Regions from separate parts of the Zea mays genome. Here all the other regions are linked to region 1. Evidence: chromatin contacts called from public Hi-C data. All regions are on one chromosome and are shown on one strand. Each heading gives the region's core, a stretch centred on a gene start, on an enhancer-like site or on the middle of the called end of the contact. The rest is flanking DNA. Distances are from core to core; before and after follow the strand shown.

Region 1 (4,714 bases), core at 1,243-3,742:
ACCTCTAGAGGTACCAATGCGTAGTGGGGTCCTAAGTTGTGAAAGCAATGGAAATGGAGGTGGAAGGATGAATTTGACATGGGAAGAGACAGTAAAATGAGACTTGAAAGGATGAAATATACCTAGCTTTGAATAGTACATGGAATCCAGATACCTATAACCTATGTGCTTGAACCTTCGCTCGTGGTTTCTGTTGGGTTTCAACTATAGCATACCGTCAGACCCCCAATGTGCTTGGGACTAAAAGGCTTTATTGTTGTTGTTGTCGTATACAGAATTCTCTGATAGTTTAATAAAGCTATCGCTAGTTTGCTCTAAATCAGCAGCCAAGAGGCAGCAATGCAACAAACAGCCATCTCAATGTTACAATTATATAAGTTATGAACCACTTGAACAATAAATTTATACCATAAAATGAATTATCTCAACAAGATGGAAACACAATTCTTGTTGATGCAGATGAAGCCTTAAGTTCGACAAACTTGTGCAAACCAATAACCTTAACCAAGATAGAGAGAGAGAAAAGTACCTGCTGGCTGCGGTTGACGACACCAACATAGCCAAGCTTTAAGGGGATCACATTTCCCAGCAGAAAGTTCCGGGCATCAGTGCCCCTGTCCATTATGTCCAACTGGAAGAAACAGAACATCAGAATAGATTGCAATCAGTGGCACAGGAGAGATAGGATGGCCAAAATGTAACTTGGAAATTAAGGTGAAGGAAAGAAAGAAAAAACCTTTGTGATAACACCAATTGTTCGAGAACCTATGAAAATAATAAATCATCATGATAAGATAATATTTCTGAACTGAAATGTTATAGTGGACAGGACGTAGATTATGCAGGGCACACATACCATCAGGATCAGCAACCCGAGCCATTTGAAGAGCATCAGAGTTTGCTAAATCTGCATTTGCTGGCGAAACAGCTAAGATGATGCATGTCTTGTGCCTGATGTATGACATTATCATAGTCCTTATTCTGGCTTCAATATCAGTTGGCTGGTCACCAACTGGCACCTTAGTGATTCCAGGCAAATCGACTAAAGTAATGTTAAGGACATTCGGAGAAAAGATCTTCAACCGTATCTGCCTATCCGATACACCTTTGTTACCACCTGCCTCACGATCTGTTTCAGCCTGCATAGATGCAGAGAGTCGTTTAAGAATGGTCTGTGCAGCACTAATCTCAACTCCAGCCCACACTAACAAAACAAAACATCGTAATTGAAGTGAAACAAAATACCAAACACTCAAGACAGATAATATTGTTGTTCTATCAAATACTAGGATGTTGGGTCCCAACTAAAACTTATGTACACCTTACTTTCCACTTCGAAATTCTGGTTCACAAATATACTTTCCACAAATCATCCTGACAACCACTAATACCACCTGAATTGGTTTTTTTTTCAAATGTAACCAAGTTGTATTGGGGACAACATCGAAACCACTATATTAACAAGAAACTACGTGATAACCCATATAGAATTTCAATATCCAAGCAACTCGTTAACTCATGTGGAGAACAATAAACCTGCAAGGGCCAACCTGAAGACAACCAAGTAAATTATGGCATTCTGTACTCTGTAGTCGTTAACAACCACATGCCCACATCGTCACCACAGGAAGCAGCAACGAAATAACATCATCACTAGCACTGAACACCAGAGACAACACCACCTAACCTAGCATTTACCATCGTTCCAATCTCAGAGCCCAACTGTGCTGACCCATGAACACACCAGAAACCACCGCGAAGAATGATTCCTCGAAACCAACAGGAGTATTCCTAAACAGTCATCTGCAGCCCTAGCGAGCAGCCACAGCACAATATTACTACTACTAGTAAAGTCCCGACCAATAATAATTATCCATTGAATGTACACGCACAGTCAAGTAAAAGTGTTTATTCCAGCCAAATAACCGCACGAGGGATTAAGGCAAAGGGATGGGGACCTGGATCTCGCGTCGGATTTCGCGGAAGTCGTAGAAGCGACGCCCCGAGAGGTGCAGGAACTCGCCCCACTCATCGGCCTCTGCGTCGGCGGGGCGGCGCGGCTGGTGCACGAGCTGGAGCACGAGGGGGCGGCGCGTGCAGATGTCGGAGCCCCGCGGGAGGAAGTCGCGGCCGACGAGCGCCTCGAGGACGCTGGACTTGCCGCTGCTCTGGCTCCCGACCACGGCCACCTGCGGCAGGTCGATCGTGGAGCTGCTCCCCAGCTGCGCGAAGATGTCCTGCAGCTTGTTGACGATTGGGATCACCGAGGACCCGACCGCCGCCGCGGCCGCGGCCGCCGCCGCCGATGGGGCGGACGGCGCGGAGGAGAGGTGGTCTTCGGCCATGGTCCGGGGGGCGGGGGCGTGCAGGCTGCGCCGCTAGGCTGGCCTGGGGATTTGGACGAGGAGAGCAACGAGACCCGGGAAGGGAATCCCTAGATCGAGAGCTCTTCGTTCTTTTTTTTTTTCCTCTCCTAATCTTTTTTCCCCGGTCTTGAGGTGGGGATTTCAAATCGAGAGGCCTCGAGCTCGAGGGGACCGGACCGGGGTTCCGAACACCGGGGAAGGAGACGCGCGGGGAAATTACCATTATAACCCCCACCTTCTTGGCTTAGGGAACAAGACGAACGTGCTCGGTTTGCACGCATGGAGAGTGGATTCTGTCGTGCTTAAGGAGCACTGTTTACAACTTGACCTGATGTTGCCGTGTTTCTTTGGTGAAGAAGAAATGCAAGGTAAGTAAATATGCAATCTACCTTACTTTACCAGGAGGAGTACAAGCAGTGGCGAAGCTAGAGCAAATATATTGGGGTGCAACTCCCTTGCGGGTGCATAAGGATGAGATATGAGTGATGCATATATGGTGAAAATTTAACTATTATAACTAAATTCTGAATTTTAGGGAGGTGCATGTGCATCCACGAGCTAACATGTAGCTTCGCCCCTGAGTACAGGATCAAGATTTTCGATGAAGGGTAAGCTCCACTTGTTTCTTGCCTGGGACGGGCGTGGTAGACTGGTAGCCTAGCCCGAGACTCGCCGGAGCAACAAGCAGCACAAGGAGTCAAGGACGCACGAGCAAACACCACCAGCCAGTCCCCTGATCGCGGGTGACCGCGACGTCCCCGCGCCGCACGGGGAGCAGGGCCGGGTCGCGACATCGTGGCTAGCTGAGAAAGGCAACAGTATGGGCCGTCCACTGACAGAAGCCCAGTACGAGGGCGGCGCTTGACTTGGGAGCAGCTGCTCCCAAGCAGGACAGCAGGGCGGTGACGGTCTGAGGCCCTATATAGATTTTGAAATGAGATTCTATCCACGTGAACATTCACGAGGAAGGTTTTTCTCTCGTCTACATCTCTGTTGGAAAATTTATCTTTACGAAAAATTCATCTCCATTAAAAAGTGCAATATTTAAAGATAATTTAAATTAATTATATCAAATAAATATAAATTGAGAAACAAGATTTAAAGTTACAAGAGACATATACTGTTGGAGAGCAAATCTCCGATCGGGTGGCAGAGTGCACCCGCCTTAAATCCTAAGATGAGGAGGGGCGTAGGCGTTTTGCTCGTTAGTCGGGAAAACGGGAAGAATACAGGAACACACAAGGGTTTAGAGTGGTTTGGGCCGCCGGAGCGTAACACCCTACTCCACTGTGTGATGTATTGCTTGTGAGCTTGTATGAACTTGTGAGTGTCTGAGGTTGGGTCTGAAAGATTAAGCTTGTGTGTAACGTCGCATACCTCCCCTTTTATAGCTGAAGGGGGGCATGCACAAAGATACTGGGCCCCGACAGGTGGGCCCAGGGACATAAAGAATATAGCGCTTGGAGCCACAAATGTTTGCTGCTTGGGGCAATCTTCTTGTGCCCTGACGCCCGAGATCTCCGTATCCTCGACGTGCAGGGGAAGCTTCTTGTAGAAGGGATGATGAGTATTGTGCGCCACTCGGCACAAGCGCACTGTTCACCAACAGACTGGTCAGGCGCGCCGTCTGCTGGGTGACCCTGACGCCGCCTGCCGGTGGATTGGACAGGACGCATTAAATGCTGAGAGGGCGCGTCGCCTGACAGCGTGGTGGCAGGCGGCGCGTCCTCTCCGCAATAAATGCAAAGGTTGCACAGCCGTATGTGCCTTACGTCAGGCTCGGCCTATTGGCTTATGTCACAAGCCTCAAGCGTCGCGGCCGCTGCGGGTCTCCGCCTGAGCGGGGAGCGTAGGGTAAGGCCTGGACACGTGTCGGCACCGGACCCCTGCCTGTGCGAGGGTCCTCCCCGTCCCGGGACCTCGCTAAGGCCCGGACCTCACTCGAGGGGGACCTGGGATCCACTTGTGGGACCCGGCATGTCTCCTCGGGAGCTCCAGACTCGTATTTCACAGGGGTCCGGTGTTCCTCTGCGAAGGTCCGGACCCAACGGTGTTTCCCGGGATGTATTATCCTTCCTCGCCACGTGGCACCCTTAGGCCTGCTCATGTGGTGGAGTCGGGTGCCACTCTCCGTGTGACCTGAAGGTCTCGTACGTGTGCAGCGTCTTCATATTGTAGAAGAGGGTACCCCTGATTCAGGGTACCAACAGTGGCTCCCGGGCCCGCCTCAGGGGAGGATGCGAGCCTGTAGGTGGGGCCAGAGTCTGATTTGCGCTTGGCCTTTTTAACCGCTGGTTACAGCGAAGATGAAGGGGCGTGTTGGGGGCCTTCGTCCTCCGAAGGTCCTC
Region 2 (4,714 bases), core at 1,262-3,761, 240 kb before region 1:
CATAAATGGCTCATATATCTAAACCACTATAATGTATTAAAAGCCATACTTGCTCTCGTTTCTTTTGAAATAAAAAGTAATGAACAAGCAAGATCGCATTGAAAGGAACAGATGGAAAGGCAAAAGTCATGGGAAGAAAACCAAAATCTAGAAGGAAATGAGCTGACGAGGCCTGTTTGTTTCGTCTTCTAGCCAGATTTTGGCCGTCAAAATCAGCTTCTGGCCACCAAACGCTTCGTTTCTCGGTCCGCTTATGTGAGAATCACTTTTGTGGAAATTGTCCAAATCAATGTGAATGCAGAATCCGACGAGTCGTCACGATAGGAGGAATCCATTGCTTCCTAAACCCTAAACCATACCGACTCATTCAACTTCCTCCGCACGTAAATCCTATGATATCCAGATTCTCGTGATAACTAGATTATCCAGATTCTCATAAAAGCTCTTCAAAAAAAAGTTATCCCAAACAGGCCCATTCATCTTTGCATACTGTATAGTAGACTTACCCAACATACTGAGAGTGGCACAATCTATTATTTAGCATATGATAGTAAGCAAAGCAAAAAGATAATCGCCTAGTGAGTTTTTTTTTTATTTCTTTTACATTTCTTTCTTTCTTTGTGGGTGGGGGCGCTTAAGGTTTAAGAAGTACAGTGTGCACAAATAACCAGATTGTACTTGGGCTTCTAACCTGCAGAGCTTATCAGGTAGGCGAATGAATGCCATTAACTAGTAGCTAATGTCACTGACCTTTTCCATATTACATGACTACAGTCGTATGCTGTGTCCCATACAAATTATGACGTGGCCCCCACCATGTACATATTAATAGAAGAATTGCATAACAATTATCAGAACATCATCAACGTCTACGTCTTAGTCCCTAGAATACTTCATCACATAACTATCACTGACCAAAGTATCAAAGAAACCATACAAAAAAGAGCAGCAGTAATGAGACGGAGTGCAAGTGCAACTAGGAGTAAAGTAACAAGAGTACCTGGCTATGTTTCTCTAACCTTTCAGCCAAATCTACGCTTGACTCAAAGTAGGCTTCCTTAAGTTAGAACTCTAGCTGAAAACCCACTTAGATAAACTTAAAATAGGACAGTACCTATGGAATCATGGTTTTGAAGTGCCTCGTGTTTCCTGAATTGACATGATATGACTATGAGGCATGTGGCACAAGCAGTTAGTTTCATTAAGACTTTATTTATTGATTTCATAAATCCCATCAACCCAAGCACATGAACAACAAAGTGGTGCCATGAGCCAGCAACTGAGGAGTTCAATGGTCCTGTGGGGGCACCATCAAATTAAATTCCAACAAACTAGGCCACCAAGAACTGGTACAGGCTACAGAGATACCAAATCGACCAACCTCGACAGCAAACACGCGTCTTCACCTCCGCTGCTGGCCTGCTGCAGACTAAACAGTAGTAACATGAATCACCCCCATGACTATAGGCAGTTAGGCACTTCAACCGTAGACTAAGGGGTAGCACGCCAGCTACCCTGTGCAGTGCATTTAAAAGATGGCATGGTACCACTCCGGGAGCAATTCTAGAATGCAGAGCAGATGATACGCGGGGAGGACGAGGACGAACTGCCAGGGCCCAGGGTCACCCCGATGAAAAGTTGAAGGTCCCATGAAAATTTAATGCCGGGGAAGGAGGAAATACGGCATCAAAGGAATTCTGAAAGGGACTGGCGCATCAGAAACGGCCTCGCTTCCCTCGCTCGGTGTCGACGGGAAGGCGATTCAACCGAACGCGAGCGGCCAGGCTCCGGTCCCGCCCCGCGCCGCGCAGCGCAGAGAAAAAGAACCGCCCGTGTAGAATTCTTTAATGGCGGGACTGCGCCTCTGAGCCGCGGAGGCAGCGAGGGGCGCCGCCCATGTGCGGCCGTTGCCGCCTCGGAGACTACGGCCGGGCTCGGCGCGTACAGGGACGAATCTGACAACGCCGACACGGGCACCCAATAAATCCTGATCCATCCAACATTGCAAGCGGAGGACGGCGGAACACCGAACGCGCGGTGAGCCAAGCCGAAGCATCAATCCGTCGCGAACCGTCTCGGCGTACGCGTCGCCGCCAGACGTAGGAACCGGCCAGGTTATCCATCCAATCCTAGGGACCAAAATCTACCTCGTATCTTATCCATCGTTGAGAGGAAGGGAAATGGAACCGCAAAGTGGGAGAGGGCAAAGGGCCGTCGTGACGAGCGAGGCCCCAGGCCAGGCGGCTTACTTGGTGGAGACGGCGGACGTCATGGAGGCGACGGCGACGAACCTGCCGCTGCTGCGGCTGCGGCTGCGGCGGCGGCGGGCGGCGAGCGGCGGGGAGAGGCAGAGCGCGACGTCGTTGAGGCGGAGCGCCATCGTGGAGGCCAATGGGAAAGGGGAGCCGGAAGCGCTGCCGCCGCCGCCGCCGCCGCCGCAGACCCTGCTGCTTGCCCTCGCGAGATTGGGATGTGTGTGGTGGTGCCTGGTGGCAAGCGCGAGGAACGAACAAGCGGCAGAGGGCGCGTGCGATCTCTCCACCTCAGGTTCAGGTTCGGCTCGGGCCGCGCTTGGGTTTTAGCGGCCTCTCGTCTCGCCACCACCGCTGCTGCGGACACTGCTGGACGCCACTCGGCAGTGGGTGGGTCCATATTTATGTCTCTTTCCACGTCCCGTGCGGTGCCCCCTCCCTCTCGCGCCTCCCTTTCGGCTCGCTAGTCAAGTTGTTCTTTGGCTCGTGGAGTAATCTTCCTCGTGTCATTACCATTGTTATGACTTTGAGTGGGGGGATTAAGAAACGAGAGCGCACGTCTTTTCGCTTCTTACTAAGACAACAAGCCATCGTGGCATTAGGAGTATCGAGAGCCCTCCAGATCCCATGGGAGCATAGCATGCGTGGTGTGCAGTGCACCCACCAGCAGCTGCTGCTGCAGGCCAGCCATCGCTATCTATCCCTGCGACTAGTATAGCGGAGAAGGGAAAACGTTTTAGGTGAGCGGAGAAAAAACGAGGTGGCGTGCCACCCGTCGCTTTTTATTTGCTTGCGAGAGGCAAAGTGACGATGCTTTTGGTTTAGCTTAGATTTAACCAGGAGCTCACCTTGTCGCACACGCACGCACGCACTCGTGTGGCGTGGAATGGAACGCCGCTGGCCTCGCAAAGCCGCGGGGGGAATCAATGAATCATCGGCCTGTGCAGACGCCGGCCGGGGCCCGTCCAAGATTTCGTTTTACCAGTGGTCAGCCGGTCAGCGCACCCTCCCCGTCCCACGGCGCACGGCGCGGCACGTCTCGCCTCGCCTCGCCTCGCCGCCTCTGTCAGTGTCGTCGAGTGGTACGAGGCCGCGCTGACTCACGTGGGCGTCGTGACGCGCCGTAGAGGAGCAGTGGTGCCAAGCCTGCTGGCGTCACTCGCTGCGGCAGTCCCGTCACGTCGCTCGGCACACGAGTCCAGGCGGCGACGACGAGGCGACACTTGCAGCCGCATCCTTCGATGTACACGAGGCGGCGAGCACAGCCGCGCGCGCCACGACGGACAAGTGTGCGGTGGCTCCTGCAGCAACCAAGCCAGGGCGCCGCACAGCAGCGAGAGAGCATATGCCCGCGCGGTAAAAGCGCCCGTTTTTTTGACGTGGGCCACGGGAGTCAAGTACGTCGCGGGGCGCCGATGATACCGAGGCTGGCGACGCCAGAACGGAGGTACCTCTGCTCTACTCCTGGGCGGGAGGACACAAGGACCCGAACCCGAAGGATGCGGATCGGTCGGGCGCGTGCGCCTCCCCTCCATCTCCATCGTCGGCCGGCACAGGTCGCGACCGGTTAAAACACAATTCACCTAGACTTTACCCACCACAAAAAACAAAAGGTTCAGATTTACATGAATAACTTATCTTCCTTATTCTTAAATCGTGACAATATTATTTGAATAATCACTCTTCCATCATCCTCTTCTTGACCCCACCGCCTCAAGCCTTGTGTCGTCCTCGTCGCTATCAATCTCTCCACTCGTGCGGTCGTGCCACCGCCCGTTGATCCCTACCCTCCGCTCCACGAGATCGTGACGTTAGCGCAATCTATATGCTACATAGGTCATAAAAGCTATCCAAAACTCTATTAGTGGATCGTTACTCCGTAAATAGGACATAATAAACCACATAAAACCAACACTGTAGTAAGCCATACGCAGCTTCCACGTAATAACCCCACGATTTGCCCTGGCAAGTTTAGTAGCCGGCGCAGTCTCGTTTCGTTTCTGTGTCTCACATCTCGTTGTCGTCGTTGAACGCACGGCTCCGATGCGCACCTGCTGCTGCATTGACCGGTGCTGCCCTGTGTCACGCAAAATGATGAAAGGTCATTCGATTTGCACGTTTGTGTTAGCTGGATCTTATCCGACTTGATCCTGTTGAACTATAGAAATTTTAGAAAGTGTTGATAGGATTTATGGGCTAGATCCAAATTGAGAAAATCAAATAAATACCAGGAAAATATCAAAAGCCCATATAAGTGGATGGCTAGAGAATAGGTGTAACCAATAGCACCATATTGCTAGTTCTAGTGGAGTAGAGCTAGCTTAAATATGGAAGTCACACTCACTCATCAAGTCATGGATGAGAGGAGAGAGTGTGGCCTGGCCGGGGCGGGGCAGGGCGAATGGCGCGGGTGCACGACATGTGCATGAATGGTCCGCTGAAATCCGGCCCCTCACCTTGTG
Region 3 (4,714 bases), core at 886-3,385, 170 kb before region 1:
AATGGAGCTATGGAAGTTCACAGGTTCAGAAGTTAATTAGAAGCCATGCCATCTCAATTTACCAGTGCAAGCAGTACATGTAAGCATAAATGAAACTATGAAAGTTCACACTTTGAGGGAGGAAGAGTTCCTACCACGATGTCTTTCACAATTTGACTAAGACATAGATCATAGATGTTCACTAGTAATGGTAAAGATAGCATCACCGACTGGAAGAGAATGGAACTAACAAACTATATTTGGATTTTTCCCATGTATAGTCCTGGAAAGCTTTCAGATCTGAAGAAATAAAGAAGATGCATAGATCACCTAACAAACCAAGCCTATTTATGTTGTCCATTTATTAACAACGTATTCTCATGATGAACTGAATAATCTTTTTGGTGAATGAACACTTCTACATCGCATTCCTAGCCGTATTAAGGTAGCCACTTGCCTTTCAAAGAAAGCTTCAGTTATGTGTAGCCAGGGATACACCAAAGGAAATTCTAGTTTGCTACATCTACTGCATATAAAAGTTCCATCCAACTCTTCGTATAAATAGTGCTAGTAACAGAATCTGATGATGATTTAAACCTTTTCTATTTCAGGTTGTTCTTTATTACTGTGACAATCTATCAAATCTACATACAAAATAACTTTGAAGAATGGCTAAGGAACCTCTACATCCATATCAATTCATAAATATCAACCATAAACTCATAAGATCAAATCTAAAGCAAAATGGGAGGGCTATTCAACTCTGTCCAAAAGGTGCTGAATCAGCATTCTTGAATGCTACTACAAAATCAAACTTGATCAGTTATGCGACACAGAGTGCATGATGAATACTGTAGCAGATATTATGTGGGAAATTTCATTCCCATCCTATCCATGACAACAAGAACAAGGTGGACAGGTTTGGTAGACAATTAGCATTTGATTGTACAAGAGCAACCTGACAACCCAATCACCGGAGTAGTTTAACCATAACCAATTTCATCTCTAAAAAAATCAGAGGGTGTAGGAACAACCTTTTGCCCGCATCTTCCTCCAGAGGTCAAACTAATAGTATGATTCAGATAAGACAAAGATCAACCACCAGACCACATTAAAAAAAAGCTGACCCAGCCGGAGTAAAAAAAGCAGGGGTTAATCCAGCCTCCAGCAAAGTAGGAGACACAGACACGGTAATAAATGAACTGGAAGAGTATATCGCCTTCACATACAACGTGAACCTGTTCGCTTGCACAACCTGAACACAATTCTCCTCGAGTCCGTTCGCGGATCAATGACGAGAAATGGAATGGCACACATGTTAAGAAAGATCAGATCCTTTCAGCGCTTGACGCTGGTACGATTCGATCCCATCTTTGGTAATGGATGGATGGGTGAGTCATCAGTGAAAACAGGCACTAGAAACCAAGCGAGTCGGTAACGCTACAGGACGGCAGGTAGGACGGGATCAAGCAGAGACAGTCTCACCTGGTACCCGGATCGATCTCCCTGAGCAGCGCAGGATTGGGCTGCACGACCTCGCCGACGACGGCGCGCATGGAGCGATCCCCGACCCCCGCGGAGGCGACGAAGGCAGCGATGTCGAGCGCGGAGATCATGCCGATGAACCTGGCCCCCGAGGGCGGGTCGTCCGGCGCGGCCCTGGGGCGCCAGACGGGCACGGCGCCCTCGGGGCTGGCGGCGATGGCGCGCGCGGCGTCGTCGAGCGTGTCGGTGTCGTGCAGCTCGGCGACCTCGGGCTTGCCGACGGTGAGGTCGCCGACGACGTGGTGGAAGAAAACGGCGGCCATAGGGGGTGGCGGGAGGCGAGGGGAGGCTGGAGGCTATAAGAGGGAGTGGAGGAGGAGCAGGTGGAGCAGCAGGCTGGAGGGGCCGAGGCCGAGCCCGCCCCCGGCGGAGAAGAAGGCGACGGAGGAGGTGGGGCGGTCACCGGCGGCGCGGGTGCAGGGATCGCCGGCCATTTCGGTGGGAGGGAAAGCCCATTAAAAGCCGGGGCAAGGGGGGAATTGCGGGCGGCGGAGTCTGACGAGCGCTGCTGCGGAAGGCTAGGCCCTCCTTCTGATGAGCGAGCGATGGGCGGGGGCGAACGGGCGATCCGAGGGAGCGAGGCGAGAGAAACACGGCCGCGAGCGTCGCGGAGGTCGTGGTGTGGTGTGGGTGTGGCCCCGCGGTGGAAGAAGCTGGAGCTGGCAGAGAGAGAGAGAGAGCGGATGGGCAGCTAAAAGTCTTAAACGCCCTTTATTTATAAATCATCGTTTAATTTTTTAAAATCTTTTAACAGTTTTTCAATATCTTATGCGCAATAAAATTATCATAGTTTTCCAACTTCGACAATAAAGAACGAAATAGAAGATACTTTATATTAACATGTCTAATTAAAGAACCTATTGAAAGGAGTCTCTTGCTCTAATGAAGAGCGATTAAGGCCCTGTTTGGAGCCTCTTGTCAGTGGCTAATAATTAACCTATAAATAATTAGCTAGCAAAATTTAGCTAGAATATGCTTGGAGTTTTGTCTAATAGACGACCTAGCTTAGCGAATATGACGATGATGATGATTGGCTAAAGTTCTTACATACAGCGAACACACCGGGAGCTTTCGCTGTTCCAGCTTCGCGAGGTTGTTGTACGTTTCTCGCTAAACTCCAATCATTACAGCATTTCAGTTTCGTCATTACGTTGATCCGAAACGCTGCTGTTTCTGTTTGTCAGTTGTCACTGCTGCCGTGTTGGTTTGCTTATATAACTCCTTTATTTTTTTTCTAAAATGTCATTTAATAATGGTTGAGATAGCGGAAACCACCGCATTTTTAAGGCCATGTAAGCAATGATATTGTAGGTAGGTAATTTTTGCGCAACTTAATGATGAGGTATGAAAACAGTGTTTTTAAAATATCTTAGAAATTTTCATAAACTGGTTTTTTGTTTCAGGTTTTTTTGAAGCTTAAATTTATGGAGATGAATTTGGATAAAAGAAGCTAAAACAGACCTAAAATTCAAAGTGAAGGGCTTGAGATCGGCCGAGATGACAGCGGAGGATTTATAGTTGTACGACAGGCGGATCGGATCTGGCAAAGGTAGGACAAAATTGTGTACGGCGGAACGGAATCCGTGTTACTACTTGCGCTTGCGCCCGCCTCTCTCCTCCGTGTCCGTGTGTCCTTTACCGAACAGGAACGTGCAGTCTCTGTCTCCGTCTCCGTCAGATGAGAGGTGCGCGAGCTAGTCACCGGCAAATGACTCATCGCCTCCAGTTTGTTGCCCCGCAACCGCAATGTGTGAAAGCCGATTAGACCCTACGCATAGTCATGTATATCCTACGTGTTAGCGAATACAACTTCCCCCAACAAGAGGATCCAATTGATCTGGGGAAAACGACGCCTAGTTTGCACAACGACCTGCCAGGCGCCAGCCAAGAAAGGAACACGCTTTCCATACATTCTCGTCGTCTTCTCCGCACGGCCATCTCATAAAACAAGAACAAAAAACGTAGCTAGTGAGGGTCTGCAAAGTTTATTCTCATAGGGAACCAAACAGTCCCCCCCAAAATCATCCAGTCGCCTTCCCGTACGATCGCAAATCCCTCCAAAACCTTATCCTTGGCCGATCACAGTCACACATGTCAGAACAACGCAGCGCACGGGAGGACGCCTCGCTCGGCTTTGCTTTGGTTTGCCATTCTGGTCCCAAAACAATAATAAAAAGAATGAGCGCGCGCCGGACTGGAACTGGATCAAGGCCATGGATTCGCTCAATCAATCATGCACGAGCACGAGACCGAGACAAGGGGGCGGCTTTCGTGCGGGAGCTTGCCTCGCGGCGCACCGAAAGGGCGTTTTTTTTCGGCTGGCTGTGCTGACTTGTCATGGACATCCCTAACGGACCGGAACTCCGGCAGCGGCAGCTAGTGCTGCAAATATGGTTCGGACATTTTAACCAGCACAAATACGATCTAAAAATAGAAGTTTAAAGTACGGTTTATCACGAAATAAAATATACCGAGCTAAGAGCAACTCCAGTGGTTCTCTAAAAAAGATTTCCTAAATCAATAATTTAGGTAGTTAACATGAAAACTATTCTCCAACAGTTCTCTAAATGAACTTTCTAAATTTAACAACTTGTCATCTAACCTCATTTTCTCTCTACATTTGGCAACCATTTAATAACTCCCTAAACAAAAATATTGACTGCATTATATAGTTTTTGTGACTTATTTTTATGTGGATAAATACAAAACAAAATTACAACCTATATTTAGAGAACTATTGGGAAACTCACATTTTTTTACTCCAAAAGTCATTTAGCAACTTCTTAAATCTGTGATTTAGAGAGCTAAAATTTACGTAACTATTGGAGTTGCTCTAACACATACTTTAAAGTTGTACTGAAATAGGATCGACACGTGAAACAACACTCGTCGTGCTTGTCTGAGAGCGCGCCGGGGAACTATGCTCTAGCTACGCTCGCTACGCGCGTGCGGACGGTCGCTGTACCTTTTATACGAAACACATGTCTGAGATCTAATCTATCTCTATGCGGTAAGTCCGTTTTGTGGAGGATAGACCGTCGTGGTGGTCCTTATCGTTATCCACAGTAAGAGTTGAACTCTGACCGCCGTGGGAACTTACTCTTAAAACCTCGAAGAAATACTGTCTTTGTTCAATGGATTACTATCAAGGTCATTACTCATTATCAGTAGTACCGTACGCGCTACCTGT

The links. A called contact is a pair of places that touch in the nucleus more often than the background predicts.
Region 2: a contact with region 1 is called in a Hi-C map of leaf mesophyll, with 2.5 times the contacts expected there. The contact joins the promoter of LOC100191672 here to the promoter of LOC100383931 in region 1. A contact is called at or near these places in 3 of 25 Hi-C or Micro-C datasets (ear, endosperm and leaf mesophyll).
Region 3: a contact with region 1 is called in a Hi-C map of bundle sheath, with 2.0 times the contacts expected there. The contact joins the promoter of LOC100191828 here to the promoter of LOC100383931 in region 1. A contact is called at or near these places in 5 of 25 Hi-C or Micro-C datasets (bundle sheath, ear, endosperm and 2 more).

What each region holds. Positions count from the first base shown.
Region 1 is chr3:162,577,950-162,582,663 of Zm-B73-REFERENCE-NAM-5.0, reverse strand. LOC100383931 reads right to left here and starts at 2,492. Exons shown (of 20, transcript NM_001362233.1): 1 at 1,959-2,492; 2 at 857-1,139; 3 at 737-765; 4 at 530-631. The coding sequence starts at 2,345.
Region 2 is chr3:162,813,806-162,818,519 of Zm-B73-REFERENCE-NAM-5.0, reverse strand. It overlaps LOC100191672, which reads right to left and starts at 2,511. Exons shown (of 3, transcript NM_001137101.1): 1 at 2,250-2,511. The coding sequence starts at 2,380.
Region 3 is chr3:162,743,002-162,747,715 of Zm-B73-REFERENCE-NAM-5.0, reverse strand. It overlaps LOC100191828 (CBS domain containing protein), which reads right to left and starts at 2,135. Exons shown (of 2, transcript NM_001137252.1): 1 at 1,465-2,135. The coding sequence starts at 1,787.